2 separate regions of the Mus musculus genome follow, and region 1 is linked to region 2. A link is a contact called in public HiChIP or PLAC-seq data. All regions are on one chromosome and are shown on one strand. Each heading gives the region's core, a stretch centred on a gene start, on an enhancer-like site or on the middle of the called end of the contact. The rest is flanking DNA. Distances are from core to core; before and after follow the strand shown.

What was found. HiChIP or PLAC-seq counts read pairs in DNA pulled down with a chosen protein or histone mark.
Region 1: an H3K4me3 HiChIP or PLAC-seq map of embryonic forebrain shows a contact between it and region 2, with 6 times the contacts expected there. The contact joins the promoter of 9030622O22Rik here to the enhancer-like site in region 2. A contact is called at or near these places in 2 of 39 promoter capture datasets (both in embryonic stem cells), 1 of 484 Hi-C or Micro-C datasets (embryonic stem cells), 4 of 115 datasets of contacts at active chromatin or transcription factors (embryonic forebrain, embryonic midbrain, embryonic stem cells and 1 more) and 1 of 9 other capture datasets (embryonic stem cells).

Annotation. Positions count from the first base shown.
Region 1 is chr2:148,038,366-148,042,813 of GRCm38.p6, forward strand. It overlaps 9030622O22Rik (a long non-coding RNA gene), which reads right to left and starts at 2,121. Exons shown (of 13, transcript XR_866820.3): 1 at 1,776-2,121.
Region 2 is chr2:146,956,748-146,960,931 of GRCm38.p6, forward strand. The region is part of intron 12 of Kiz (kizuna centrosomal protein); the gene reads left to right. Among named protein-coding and RNA genes, the nearest start is that of Xrn2, 54 kb to the right of the region's middle. Within about 2 kb of position 1,919, at least 66 of the 459 cell types and tissues checked have an H3K27ac peak or open chromatin away from gene starts, as enhancers often do. A contact at or near this core is called in embryonic forebrain, where this site is marked.

The sequences.
Region 1 (4,448 bases), core at 871-3,370, 1.1 Mb after region 2:
ATTAAAAGCCCCCCAAAGCACAACGAACTGCCTTTTTCTGTATAAAGCCGGGAGGAGGAAGGCGATAAAGATCGGGCGTTTAAATTGGCCATTTGAAAGATTACATCTCTTCACCGAGGGTCTTTCTTTCAAAACTCTTTACAGAATTGAGGGGCCATGGCTAGTCCGCACCGGCTCTCAAAGGCCGGGCACCTTTTAATTCCGCCGTAGAGTGGGCTGGGCTAGGTGACCCGGCGCCATCAAAGGCTCGAGGGAAGGCCGTGGGGCGACACTCGTCTAATGACAAGTAATTGACGGATTCGAGGCCTTGCATTACCAGCGGAATGGGGAGGCATTAATTATTTAAAAACGATTAGCCTCGCCTAACGTCCGGCAGGCTTTCCCTCTCGTTCCAGGGAAGGCACCAGCCACGCTAGGCAGAGCCCGGTTTGGAGCGCTACGGAGGTGTTCGAGTTGGCTTGCAGTGTCCGGATACCAGAGCAGCACAAAAGGGTGTGCCTAGGCCCCACTTTCGAAGATGCCCTCATAGCATCGATCCAGAGGGCCGGTTGGACCATTTCAGCATACTGGGTTCCCCATCTGCAGATGGCAATGCAGCCTAGAATGGTTTCCAGTTAGGGTGATAGGGGAAACCCAACTGGGAGTGGGTTTCTTCCATTGCCGGGCATTTAAGGCAAAGACGGAGAACGAGGGTTTAAGAAATAATGAGCGGGACAGATAGACAGTAGTAAAGATAGTTTTTTTTTTTCCTTTTTCTTCCCCAACCTCCGCCTCCACAACCACCCCACCGGTGAGCAACGATTCCTGGGCTTTACTCTTACAAGTCAAATCGCCTATTGATGAGCCACCTCTCTGTCCCCAAAGAGGTCTTTTCTGAACCCTGTCCTCAGAACTTTAGGGTACTGTATTTTCAGCAGGCTACAGTGGAAACTAGTGAGGTGAGGTTGGCACCTTCCTGCAGGCAGCGGAAAGAAGCGCTTGAGCCTAGTCTATCTTCCAAAGTCCTGTTCTAGGACCCCTACACGCGCAAGTGCAACACACCGGATCACGCTCCTAAAACAAGGCGGTGCGACTGGCTTGTAATGGGACTGGGATGATAGACGACCCGCGGCACGCTTTGACTTTCTCTCCAGGACCCAGCTCGTGACCCCAGTGGCTCTCCACTGCGTAAACGCCAGTGCTTCTTGCGAACTAAAGTGACTCGGCTTTTAGGAAAGGCGCTTTCTCTTTCCCTGCAGGGGTTTGGAGGTGCCCTAGTCTGCCGGGATCTGGGAAACAGCATAGAACACACTCAGAGCTGTAAGCTCCCTGCACTCTGTGGCCTCCGCTCCTCCTCCTCCATATCCCCCCAGATTCACGCACAAACCGGCGGTCCCCGACCATAGATTGTGAGGCCAAGGGCGCGCTCACGCTCCCCCACCACACGCGCACCCCAGCTCTTATGAAACTAGCAGCTCCCTGTTCGAATCTCCAGTTGGAGTGACTGCAGTGTCTGGGTTTCTCATCGCCTCAGGAACCAAACTCCGAAACTGCGAGAGTTTTAAACTCCTAGACTCCTGGTTTTTCTAAGTGGCCGTGCAGTCACGAATCTCCCACCCCCTGCAAAAACACTATTCCCCAACCTCCTGGGTCTTCCTGAGCTGGGTGCACCTCCCAGTCCTCTCAGAGGCACACGAGCTAGCTCGACTGGGGGAGGGTAGGCGTGTGGACCCGAGTGGGGGGCGGACTCTGTGCGGGGAGCCCGGGCGTGGCCCCCGAGTGGGTGCTCTCCCTACCTGCGGTGGCCTGCGGGCAAGCGGGCGTCGGAGCGTCCTGCGCTCGGAGGGAGGCGGCGGACTGCTCCCAGCCGAGGCATCCCTGCATTTATTTGAGCTCAAACCGAGCGACTGTTGACTTTAGCACACAAAGCAAAGATTTCACTGCCCGCTAGTTTAAAAATGAATATTTTACCAAGATATCGATCAGCGTTATAAAATTCAGTTAAGTACAATGGGATCCTGGAAAAAAAAGAATAATAAAGGAGGGGGAGGCAATATAATATCTGTGCAAATTTGCTGAAGTGTGACGTGGCATGAAAAGTTTACCCTCCTGGAATTCGGATCTAGAATGTTTTTTTCGGTTGTTTACTGACTTTGTTTATTCACAGATCACGGTTGCTTAAACCCCAGCGCGAGGAAGGCGGCGGGCAACAGGAAGAAAAAGAGAAGGGGGAGAGCCGCTGCACCCAGCAATGCATCGAGTTGGGGTGGAGGGAGGGATCCCTGAGCTCCTAAACTTGGAACTGGGGGGGCCCGGGGGGGGGGGGAAAGCTGACGTGGTCTGTGAGGAAGACACCAGAAGGGCCGAAAAGTCTCAGAGGGCGCAGCTCCCCGACAACCTTTTTATGTATTCGTACAGAACTATATCTTATCGGCAGGGATCAGTGGAGGGGGCGCACTAAGTAGTTTAAAACGACCCTCGAACAATGGGCGAGCGATAAGAAACATAGCAGGTTAGGGCAGCGCTTTCAGTCTCCATTGTCCCCCCCACTCGGCCCCCAGCCCTGCCTCTCCGCTCCTTCGCCACAGGAGCCTTTTATGTGATAATGAAACACATTTCAGGCTGGGCTCGCGACGTGTGTGTCCTGGCCCAGCAAAGAGAAGGCCTGATTGCTGGCCGCGGCCTGCGAATCCCTCCTCCTTCAATTTCTCTTCCTTGTGTTCTGAGGAACAATGTGACTTGTTAAAATAGGATTTTGGGGGTGGGGGTTGGGGGAAGACGCGCACACACGCACACACACACACACACACACACACACACACACACACACACACACACACGAGCAAAGGAAGGCCAGGCCTGCGGAGGAGGGATGGAGATGAGCAGTGGCAGAAATGGATCAGAGAGGAGGTCAGGCTGAGGTTCTTGTGGGACATTCCAGGTTGCAATAATTAGGCATAGCAAGATGTCGGGGCTAAGCAGCAGTCCCTTAGTAGAAACACCTCTGATGCCTGCTTGGGTTTTTAACAGACATAACTCTTTTATGTTTCTTTCCATGGGAATGGCCTATGGAAAGTCAGACTGGGGGCGGGCGGGAGGGACAGCTTCAAGGGCAGGAGATGCAGGTCAGCGTGAGGAGGCTCCTTTTGCAAAACACGACCTCCTCTACAGTTACCCGTCAATTTGGAAAATCTGCAGAGTGGTGGAAATGATTGGTGAGGTTTTATTTGGGGTCTTTGTATTTTCCTGGAGGCTCACAAAATACCCATTCAGTCCCTGGGCCTCAAGTGTGGTTTGCCTATAGGAGCTTCCTAAGCTAACAAACAGCTTTGCCCTGGCTGGTAGAAGGGAGACACCATTCCTGAGACACTGGGATTTCACTACTTTGGGAGTCATTTGCTAAGCTGCTCAGGGCACCCTTCCATCCCTCCCTATCTCCCCACCCACAGAATAACTTCTTAATAAAAGATTTGGGGGTTACCCTTAACTATGCAATTATACCCAATTCCCAATGTTAAAATGTTTCCCCAGATTAGGTGGCTCATCGTTCCTAGCCTAGCAAGGTTTCCCAATACCTGGATAACACCTGTGAGACTGAGACAGGCTGCCCTCCCGGCACAACCTAGAGCCAGGTAGTCTCAATGGCACAGGAAGGTCTAGGGGGGGCAATGCTTCAAGTAGCTGGAAGAGCCATGCACCAAAATTGGTAAACCCAGTCTAAGTTCACTGACTAGAAAGGAGGCCTGATATTAAAAAAACTGTAAACTTCTGCCTTTCTAGAGCATATCCAGCTCGAGAACCCAAGGGGCCTCAACATCAGCGCATCTCCCAGTAACTCAGGTGGAAAATTAATGTATGTGCACTCAGAGAGTGCCTTTGCTTCTGGCTTTAAAACTAAAACTACTGGACTTTAGCTGGGCTAAGAGGCACAACAGGTCTGTAATCCTAGCACTGGGGAGGCAGAGGCAGGACCAAAACCTGGTCTTTATAATGCGTCCCAGGCCAGTCAGGGCCATTTAAGGAGACCTTCTCTCCAATCTCTGCACCTTAATAAAAATAGCAGTATGAATAAAGATGCTGGGATGGTCCATCAAGAATTTATGTGTTCTGTCATGTTTAGTAATATTAACTTCAAAAATTAAAAAGTGACCATGAGCAATGTTGTTGTGTGAGCAATGTTGTTGTGTTTACTGCTGTAGTCACTGCATCAGTTAGGGGTTGTCTTCCCATACACTCTGAAAAGCATTTAAGGAGGAAAGATGGAGGTGTGGCTAGGTGGACAAACATCAGGAGGACAACGAAACAGTGGCTCTAACAGGACAATTGAGTCAATTATGATATTTAAATAAAATGTTGGGTAAGCAGCAATATTGACCCCGTCTCCCACAACCCCACCCCCTGCAACGAACTCCCACCTTCCTCCCATATCCTTGCAATAACCAATAAGTTCGTTTAATTTTGAGAGAGAG
Region 2 (4,184 bases), core at 669-3,168:
TCCAGCCACATTACTCACTCCTTTCTTATGTGTCCTTGCTTACTCCCCTTAAAGGACAGAATGTATCTTTTCACACTTGCTAAAATGTAACACTTTTTGCAAGTTTTGTGAGCTATAATAAGTTCTGTGCTGAATTTGCCATCAGCATCGATAGTGATCATGCGGTGACTTCAAGTCACTTAGGAAACATTCATAATGTGAAGCTAAACAATTGCCTGATGCAGCGCCTACTCTTTTACTTTGGACTAAATACTATTTCAAACAGCCTGGCAGGTCTCCTTTGCAGTAGCATTGCTCGTTAAAAAAAGTGTCCTTTAGATGACTGCATACCTTTGAATTTACTACTTGACCCTGCTAAAATGTTAAAACATGACCTTTACATCGCTTCTGCCTTGTGTAATGTCCAAATAACAAAATGATCTAATCCAGAAATGTCATATTAAAAGGAAATGAAAATGGGGGAAAAAAATCTGTTCATTTGTATTTTACAGAAGCATGGCAGTATTTTAGGACCTGGGCTACTTGGATGGGTTAAGTTTCTCAAAACTTGATGAGTATCCAAAATGCGTTCTTGTTTATAAGAAATTACCTTTAATACCAGGTTTTTGTTTGTATTTTTGAGAAAGTAGGAACTTACTGGGTTTGGGAGAGTGTTGAATACTATATCGGTGGGTTATACAATAAATTCAAGTTGTGTGTCTTTTAAGAGGATTTTTAAAGGTCAGTAAATTCTACAGATAGTTTCCAGTTTTAATGTTACCATTTGGCTTAAAAAATGTATCCCTTTAGTTTTTAAGACTGTCAGAAGTATTTGTCCCCATTATGTTTTAAAAACATTAAAACAAGTCCCCATCCCACACACTGAGACAGGGTTTCTCTGTATAGCCCTGACTGTCCTGGAACTCAGTCTGTAGACCAGGCTGGCCTCAAATTCACAGAGATCCGTATTAAAGGCAAGCACCACTAGTGCCTAGCATTAAGACAAGTTCTTTATGTAGGTCCTTTGAGAAGTTCTTAAACACACTTAGAAAATAATAGGATCAGATAGGACACTTTCTCAGCCTGGTCATTTATACCTGGCCCCAGTTCGACAGAGGAAAAATAGAAATTGTTTTTCTACAAATTAAAGTATGGAGCCTCTTGTTATTATATTTCTGTATGAAATTAATTTTCAAATAAATCATAAGTAATCTCATCAGGCCCCTTTAAGAAAAAGAAACCCACTAAAAGGTCTTCCAGGAACCCTCAGTTCTGGACACTTGATAGTAATCTAGCATGAAAGGCTTTGAACGGTGAGTGTGGCTTGGTGTGCTGTTCTGCACAGTTTGGTTCTTGTGCTGGGTCTCTTATTGTTAATACCCCACCCTGGGCTTTGGAGAGCTCAGGTTTTGCTGTTTGTGCCTGGCTTTGCTGAAATTTCTTAGAGGCTTACATTTAAGGATCCCACTTACTGCAGTCACTCCTTGTGCTTTATTGCTTTTACAAGTGGTCTCGAAACCCAGTACTTGAGAATAAACATAACAGTGCTACGCTGCTGTAGCACTTTTAAAAATTCTTCTTTGCTCTGTTTTGTCAGTGAGCTGATGAGCAATCTCAAAAAAAAAAAAAAAAAAAAAAAAGACCCTGTTGGACCTTTAAAAAAAATGGCTTCCTCTGATGTCCTAGAGACAATAATTATGATGTGCTAGTTAAGCCCAAACTACAGCTGAGGGATTTTACTTTAAAGCAGGGGCTTGGGCGCAAAAATGCATTTATAGCTCTTTGTCTGCACCTCATTATGTGTGGGCCTGATTCATTAAGTAATTGGTTTGCAGTTGTTTACATGAGTATTAAGGCCTTCTTTTCAGCCGCCTTTGAGAGATACATTGTGTAAATGTTGCCTGTGATGAATGCAGAATGAGGGCCAGAGGGTCCCTCCTATTGGCTAAACAGTGCACTCTGTTGAAAAGCCAGAGAAAGGGATTGGGTGCTGCTTTGCATAGCAATGACTTTCTTAATAAGCGTTACAGATTAATACACACAAGCTATAAAAGATGCAAAGAGATACTCTTAGCACATTTATACATGCTCATTTCATTGTGACGGTGGCGGCGTCCCCGCGCTTTTAGATTCCGTTTTGCAGAGCAGAGGCTTCAGTGTGTGAGCCGTAATAGAATCCGATGTTTATTGTATTATAAATCACGGGCAAGTAGGCCGATCGGCAACAGTTTATTATTAAAGATTCTTTCAGTGTAAATCTTTTTCTACCATTGTATTTGCTTCAGTAAAATCATTTTGTGGTTGAGTGGGGATGAAAGGCATGATGTACGAAGGAGTGAGTCCTAATAGGAAGCTGTTCTCCGAGTAAAGACCACTTGTTCCCTTTTGTTCCGGGGTGCATGCCAGAGCTTCCTCTCCTCTGCAAACATTGTCTCTCTTTACCTTCCCCAGGAAGCGGCTTCACTCTCCAGGATCCATTTATTCAATGGAGAGTGTATCCTCACAGCTCCCTTGTAAGTTCAGCTTACGGGTTCCCTTGTAACTCCGGCCTTCTGGTTGAATCAAGATAAGATTTTTGCTGAAAGAAAAGAGTGTGTGCTTGCAGCATAATTGCCTAGGGGAAAGGTACTAAAAGTCACCGGACCACCCGCACCCCTTAACAGGGCCACCGTGGGTGGCATTTCTTGCCAGCCCTGCAGCCATGGGATCGGCCAGCGGAGGGCGCCAGCGTGCAGCTGATAATCAGTTGGTGGCCGCAGCTTTTCTTTCTTGTCTGGTCATTTATTTTCCCTGGAGCGGTATAAAGATACTTAGATACTAATTGTCCATTGAAGTAAAAACGAAAATTTTCTGGCAGTCCTTCATGTACCTTTATAAAGTGCACATCTCCATCTCCAGCTTAGGAAATCTGCATTGACCTTACAGTTAAGAAAAGTCACTTTATTTGACGGGAAGAAGTAAACTAGCTGGCCCAAGGACAGCAAAAATTACAGCACGTGCTGTAGGAGCTCCAACTGGCCATCAGGGGGCGCTCAGACTTTGTCAATTTAAACAGCCTCGGACTTTGGCGACCTTTAAAATTTAAGATTGGTATTTGTGGAGATTTGTTGGTATGGTTATTATTTATACTTTCGTTTCTTTCTGGATTACTTTTTCTCCTACATTTTTCCCAGAAAAAAATGTCTATTTTTGAAGGAAAGAAAATCCAGCCAAAGATGCTATTTGAAAAATTTTAATACTGATTACAAATCCACAGAAATTTTTGTGGTTCACAGCCAAGATAATACATCTTCTCATAGGTGGACTTGCCTCTCTTTTCATGTGTGTGTGTGTGTGTGTGTCGGTGTGTGTGTGTGTCGGTGTGTGTGTGTGTCTGTGTGTGTGTGTGTGTCTGTGTGTGTGTGTGTCTGTGTGTGTGTGTGTCTGTGTGTGTGTGTGTGTGTCTGTGTGTGTGTCTGTGTGTGTGTCTGTGTGTGTGTGCGTCTGTGTGTGTGTGTGTGTGTGTCTGTGTGTGAGTGTGTGTGTGTGTGTGTGTCTGTGTGTGTGTGTGTCTGTGTGTGTGTGTCTGTGTGTGTGTGTGTCTGTGTGTGTGTGTGTGTGTCTGTGTGTGTGTGTGTGTCTCTGTGTGTGTGTGTCTGTGTGTGTGTGTGTGTGTCTGTGTGTGTGTGTGTCTGTGTGTGTGTGTGTGTGTGTGTCTGTGTGTGTGTGAGTGTGTCTGTGTGTGTGTGTGTAGGCCAGAGGTTAATGCTGGATGTTCTTCTTGATAGCTCTATACCGTATTTTTCAATACAAGTTCTCTCAGTGTACTTGAAGCTCATCCATTTGCCTAGATGCAGCCACTGAGTTCCAAGAAGCTGCCTGATTCCATCCCACCCTGACCCCAGCACTAGAGTTACAGACACACATCCAGTTTTGACATGGGCACTGGGGATCCAAACTCGGGTCTTCATGTTTCACAGTAGGCATGTACTGACAGAGCCATATCAGTGGCCCTCCAGTCTTACAATTAGGCCCTAGAACAGGATGATGCGTCCCACTGAGGGCCATTTCTTAATTGTCCTCAACGTCACAAGTTGTATTCTTGGCAGGATCCTCAGAGTTAATTGCCAAATTCGAGTGGACCCCAAATCCAGTAATTCAGGTGTGTTTGTTAGTGGGATGTGGATTCCCCCCCCCCCCGGTATAAGGGAGGGAATGGCAGTCAG